Regions from separate parts of the Anser cygnoides genome. Here region 1 is linked to region 2. The links are chromatin contacts, called in public Hi-C maps. All regions are on one chromosome and are shown on one strand. Each heading gives the region's core, a stretch centred on a gene start, on an enhancer-like site or on the middle of the called end of the contact. The rest is flanking DNA. Distances are from core to core; before and after follow the strand shown. Region 1 overlaps ERBIN (erbb2 interacting protein). Region 2 holds the start of ERBIN (erbb2 interacting protein).

Region 1 (3,362 bases), core at 735-3,234, 66 kb after region 2:
AGGTAGGCAGAAAGCCATGAATTCTGTAATGCTTATGTATGAGGAGAACCACCTTGCAAGGAATTTTAGGAGGTTTACTGCTACAGCAATTGTCAGTCTTCGTTATGAGAGGGCAAGAAAAGCAACTGAAAATCAACATGTAGCAGGTTTCAAAAGCTTTGAGTTGAAAACTAGATGAAAATATATTTGCAATAGTTGCTGCTTAGTCTTGAAATGATTGATTTAGGATAGGCTTTCACTAAATAAGCTGGAGGTTCCTAAGCTGCTTGGAGAATACTGGTGTACTGAGTACCACCTTGTGCACAGAGGCCAACATTGTGCACAGTTGCGACTCCAGCTCTGAGCAGGAAGGCGTTACAGCTGCTCTCGTGCCTGATCAGGCATCTCACGGAAACCTGAGCTCCTGGGTGATCTGAAACCCGCTGGGTCAGGGGGTTCTGTAAGAGTTTTGGAAAGATGAAAGCAACAATGGCTGAGTCAGCAGTGTGCGGCAAATTGATTCGTCTTAAAGACTGCTTACATTGTGAATAATGAAAAATCTGTTTTCAATATCAAAGGTATGAAGAAATCCTGAATTTAGGCATATTTTATAAATATATGAATACAGCCTGTGACTGAAACTATTTTAAGTTTTCCATTTAAACTCAGCATATACAAACATTTTTCTGTACTCTTTGGGGCAGTTGTGGCATGTATTCCTGAGCTCTGAAAATATTTTGATTTCCATGTTTGTTTCCATGTTCAGCTGGTAGGACAGCTGAAGCAGAGGACTGAGTGGAAGAGCAAACAAAAGTTGTTCTTTTTATGGTGGAGCTGCTTTCAGGCAGGTCCTAATTGCTGCTTGTCCAAAACTTGAGACCAGAATGAATAAATTATCTCAGGGAGCAATGTACATAGTTGAAGTTGCTTTCATAGTCATGCAAACTGAGGCTGTATGTTTGCCTCTGTGCCCTCTACACTTGTAAGAATGCAGAATGGGAAGGATGCACAGAGTGCTGTAGTTCCACTTGTGCAGCAAAAGGTCCTTTTGGTGTGGTGCTCTCTGGAGAGGAAAAAAAAATAATAAAAATATTTTCTCATGTTTCACACAAGCTGAGATATTCAGCTGTAAACTCTTTCCTTTGGGGGCATCACCTATATGGCTTGTACAGGTCTTATGTTTGTTAGTGATTCTCTGTGCTTTTAAGGAATTGAAACAATATATTTTTTCGGCAAGTCTATGCTTAAAATCCTCCTACATGAGAAGAGGTGGAACTTGATTTAGAGGCAGTGCCACTGTTGTCTCTAGCAGTAATAGTTTGAGTAGCAGAAGTTTGGGAATAGTGGTTTTAGTAGTTGCAAAGAAAAATATGACCGCATGTCTAGAGTATGAACAGCAGAGCAAACCCCCATCTGCAGCAGGGCTGAAACAACAGCATGCTAGGATGTCAGCTCTGGACCCCATTGCAGTGAAGGCTTCTGCCAGCAGTGGATTTGACTTGCACAATTCTCTGTAAAACTGGAAATGCCAATATTTCTGAGTGAAAAATCTTTTCCAGTGGAGGCAAAGGATGGTTCCAGTTTTCTCTTCTGCTCTGTAAGTAATGCTGGCCCTGGTGATAAGAAAGGATTGTGCTGTGTTGGGGAGGAGATCAGTGTAACTCCAGGTGGTGAGCGAGACCCCAATTATACTTACAATTGCCTTAATCCAGCCTAAACAAAGAGAGGGAGATTTGTGCACATTTGCTCTATTGAGCTGTGCCAAAATAATCATTGCTCTCTGGGGAGGTAGAGATCAGGCGAAATTCCTTATTTCAGCTGTGCCTTGTGATCCAGAACTGAGGTTGATTACCTACATACTTCTGCCTGTTGACCTTCAATCCTTGTGTGACCTTTCTGGTATCCTATTTGGGCATGTGCTGCAGCTGTTTTGGTGATCCTGATTAACCACCACTCTGTAGGTTGTGCTGGCTAGCTGGTGAATTTTTGCTACATAGAGTTCTGAATGATGAATACTTTCTGCTTTTGTCTCAGTCCAGACAATAATTTTAGATTCTCTTCCTTACTCAACTGCCAAATTTTCCTTTTCAATCTTCCAGCCCCCCCCTTAAAAAAAAAAAAAGTCATGTTTGTGGTAGAAATTGGCCAGTGAATTTAAAAATGCCGGAAATTTAGGAAAACGGGGTAGAAGAAATGGAAAAATAAATACTAACTTCTATTACATAAATATTACTTCTGTGAGAAACTGCATTGCAAAAAGAACTTTGCTCTCAGTTCAGTTTGTGGATCTAGTGGTTAGAATTAAAGATTACCAGCTAATGTCTTTTCTCTTGCTGTGCTCTGCAAATGGTCAAAGTCCACAAGTGTGATAGTTTGTTTTTTTTTTTTTTGTAAAACAGTAAGCATGATCTGTGAATCAACTACAGCACAAAAATGGGATGGGGGTGATGGTTGTTATCACATAAAATAGGAAATAGCAGGTTAAAGAACCTAACCACATGATGCTTCTGAAGGAAAGTGGGATAAGGCTGCAAGAGGCTAGATAACCCCCAAGTAATCTGCTTTATCTTCCTCTTCTGTAACCTTCAGAGTCAGTATATAGAGGAAGCCATAAAAAACCCTGAAGGAAAGTGAGATTTAGAACAGAATGTGGATCTTAATTTGCTGTGCTCGTTGATCAGATCCTCATGGAGGGTGGGAGTAGCTATCAAATTGATTATTATTAATCCAACAGTAACTGCATGTTTTAAGTGTGCAGTAGGGATGTAGCTGAGGAAAAATGAGTGTCTGAAGCTTGTTGTATAGGCAGTAAGTGTTACTTTCTGTCACTTGATATAGAGGAGCAGTCTCTGAATTTTTTCCTATCTTCTGGATCGGTACTGAAAACATTACATATATTTTCATACTTTATATATATATTCATACATTATTCACAGTATGAAATATATATAATGGCTGCTGCTATTCATCCATACTGAAGTGCTGAGTGAGTTTGGTAAAGACCATACCAATCCTGGCTCTAAAAATAAGCAAAATTAAATTTCACGGACTGGCTCATTGTTACCTTTCTCATGTCAGTTTAGTTTTTGTTGTTAATTTGTTGTTAAAACTGTTGTTGCCTCTTGCCTAAGGCATAGTCAATCGAGCCTACTGTAGAGTCCTCTCATGTACAAAAGCATACCGATATGACATGTCTGTATTTGGATAGCTAATATTTTATTTGGCTGTTCTTTTGACAGTAAATTTACAATGACTTTGTCCTCTCTAGAAGATGTGCTGTGGTTTGTTTTCTAGGCAATTATCAGAGATCTGAGACTTCTGTGCTTCCGTAAGTTCTTGACATAGGCAGTGGAAATATTAATATTAACGTGAATTTTAACCTG
Region 2 (3,027 bases), core at 104-2,603:
CATTATTGGTCGTTAGACAGGAATGATCATGAGTTCATGAGACAAAATACTAGCAACTTTCTTAAAAGCAGCGCTGTAGCGCCTTACAGTGAGAAACTCTAAATTTGTTGTCAGTGCTTTGAACTTTGGGGACGGAAGCTCTCATGCTTGGCCTGAGACCAAAGCTGAGTTATTTGAAAAAAATAGCTTACCCGAGCAACAACAAAAAAAAAATAATAAAAGGAAGTTTTGGAATATATATTTATTGGAGTGTATATATATACATATATATATGTATGTATGTATAAAGATGTATATTTACCAGCTCTGATGGCTATATTTAATTCAGTTTAATTATTTAGACCTAGGCACAGCTGCAGTCCCCGAGGAGGGCTGTATGTAAAGATGGAAGATTCACGGAACAGCAAAGAAGCAGCGAGTGTTGCTGCCCTCACGGAAAGGCACGCCTATTTGCTGTATCTGGGTACAACCCAGTGACTCCAACACACGGCTCCCGCACACAGGCAGTAACTTTGAAGGAAGTAACAGCAGTGTTAAATGCAGTGGGCACACACAGACCAGCCCAGCCCTGTTTCGGTGCTCGGGGCTGAGGCATTTTCGCCCAAAGCCCCGTCAGGAGCCGAGGGAGGCAGCCGCCGACCCCGAGGAAGGAGCGTTGGATTCGGGGGCTGGTGGGGTTCAGGGGGCTTTTCACTTCAGGCTGGCACCGAGCTGACACGCCACTCCCCGCTGCTGGCCGGCGGCTCGTGTAAAACGCCACTTTTTAGCATTTTACCCCATTTTTCGGCCAGCACCCACCTCCACAACGCCCCACCGGCCGCCCAGCGGGCAGCGAGGCGAGCGGCCCCCCCTGCCCCCACCTCAGCCCATTCCTCCACAGCGCGCTCCCGCCCCCCGCGGGGCGCCATTGGCTGCGGGGCCCGTCCCTCACAACCCTTCTGGCCGGGGATTGGCCGCGCCGTCGCCTGCCGCGCTCGGCCCCGCACCGGCTGGGGCCCGGCGGCGGTGGCGGCGGTGGCGCTGCGCATCCCCTCCCCCCGCACCCTCCCCTCCCGCCGCCGCCAGTGGGGGCGCTCCCGCAGCTCCCGCACGGCCCCGGCCTGGGTCTGGGCCTGGGCCTGGGCCTGGGCGGCGGTGGCCTCCCGCCCTCGTACGCCCCGCTCCCGTTGTCCGTGTGTCCCCATCCACCCATCCGTCCGTCCATCCACCCATCCATCCCGCCCCGGGGCGCCGCCGCCGCCGCCGTCGTCGCCGGGGCGGGCGGGGGGGAGGCGGAGAGCGCGGGGAGCAGGGGGAAGTGTGCGAGAGGAGGCGGGGAGAGGGCGGCGGCGGCGGGCAGGCAGGTGAGGAGGGACGGCGGCACGGAGCGAGAGGGCGTCCCGCGCCCCTCGTGCCCTTGGCGGCGGGGTGAGGGGCACCGGAGGGGGGGGGCACACAGGGGGACGGGGACCGGGGGACGCCCTCTGTGCGGGGCGGGGACCGCGGGGCACAGCCCGGAGCCGCCGCCGGGAGGAGCCCGGCTCGGCTCGGCTGAGATCGGCTCTCCTCGGCTCTGCCCGGCTCGGCTCGGCTCGGCTCGGCCGCCTCCCCCCGCGCTCACGCACACCGCCCCCGTCCTCGCCGAAAGCTGTTGCATCTTTTTTTTTATATTTTCCTCTCTCTCTCTCTTTTTTTTTTTCTATCTCCCCTCTCTCCTCCCTCCTCTCCTCCCCCTTCTCTCCCCTCCCGAAGGAGCGGGGCAGTCGGTCGGATTTAAGACGTTTCCCCGGGGGGTCGGGAGAAAGCGCTGCCCGCTGGACCCGGCAGAGGAGGTGAGTGACACGGGGAGGGCCGGGGGGGGGGGGGGCAGCGGCAGAGCCGCGATCCTTCCCCTGCTGCCGGAGGGGGGTGGGGAGAAAGGAAGGAGTTCACGCTTCGTTTTTATATCCTGTTTTTTGGCCTTTTATTTATTTATTTATTTATTTTCCCTGCGTTTTACCGCCTCGCGTCGTTCGGCAGCCCTTTGTGCCCCTCTCGGCGAGGGGCTGTCGGCGCGGAGGCGGCGGCTGTGTTCCTGGGGGCTCGGGGAGGGGACCTGGGGAGATGGAAAGTTTTTAAGCTCCTCGGGCACAGAAGTTTCTTTGTTCGGCCGGAGGAAGGTATTGAACTGAAACCGCTCGGCTCCGCGGCTGCTGCTCCAAGTCCTTCCCTGCGAAACCGAGCCCTGCCAGCTAATTAAGTTCTCGGGAAATGAGAAAGTCCCGAAGGAGGTAATCCCGTCTTATTTCACCGGCAGATCCCCAGGCTCGGCGCTCCCTGCTTTTCACCTTGTTTTCTGGGGGATCGGCTAGCCTCTGGCCCGTCCTCCTGAAAATAAATAGCTCTTAAATTTCGTCGTAACGATGTGCCCTCGGTAAAGCCTGCCTCAGTTTTTCCCCCTCGACGGCTGCCGCCAACTCTCTTCCTCCCCTCCGCCCCTTCTCTGTCCCCAAGATGACGGGTTTGACTGCATATTTTTCAGCTTGTATAGGGAAGGTCTGTGCTGCTGTGTTTTGATCTTTGCCCGGGTTTATCTTGAGGGACCCCCCCCCCCCCCATTTAAAAGAAGAAAAGCTTGCTAGCGATCTGACTTCTTAAAAGTACGTGCCGTTGAACTTCCGAGTTAACGTAGCCGTGTTTATTTTCTGCTGACCGCTTTCTCCTTTATAATCTTTTGAGAAGAGTCCCGTGTGAAGCTGCAGGAGGGGAAGCTAATTGCAAAGTTTTGGTGTAAGGTTTTTGTGCTGCTGGTGCTGGGTTCTGTTATACTGGCCGACTAGGTGCATTTAGCGAAAGCAGTATTGCTCACCACAAATTCATTTCACATGCCTCAAAGAGGCAATTATTGGTTAGTCCCTTCGTGATGGTGAACGCTTAAAATGAGCTAGAAGCCATGGCTCTCTGCTTGCTTATTTAAATTGTTGTTCCTGTTTGACGAACTCAAAACCAGCGTATTTGTCAGATAGGATGTTCGTGGTTCAGCCTCTGAAGTCTCTGAGATGTGTTGGT

The links. A called contact is a pair of places that touch in the nucleus more often than the background predicts.
Region 1: a contact with region 2 is called in a Hi-C map of liver, with 20 times the contacts expected there. The contact joins the enhancer-like site here to the promoter of ERBIN in region 2. A contact is called at or near these places in 2 of 7 Hi-C or Micro-C datasets (both in liver).

What each region holds. Positions count from the first base shown.
Region 1 is chrZ:76,539,752-76,543,113 of Taihu_goose_T2T_genome, forward strand. The region is part of intron 5 of ERBIN (erbb2 interacting protein); the gene reads left to right. Among named protein-coding and RNA genes, the nearest start is that of ERBIN, 65 kb to the left of the region's middle. Within about 2 kb of position 1,985, at least 1 of the 3 cell types and tissues checked has open chromatin away from gene starts, as enhancers often do. A contact at or near this core is called in liver, where this site is marked.
Region 2 is chrZ:76,474,664-76,477,690 of Taihu_goose_T2T_genome, forward strand. It overlaps ERBIN (erbb2 interacting protein), which reads left to right and starts at 1,354. Exons shown (of 28, transcript XM_066988609.1): 1 at 1,354-1,407; 2 at 1,732-1,811.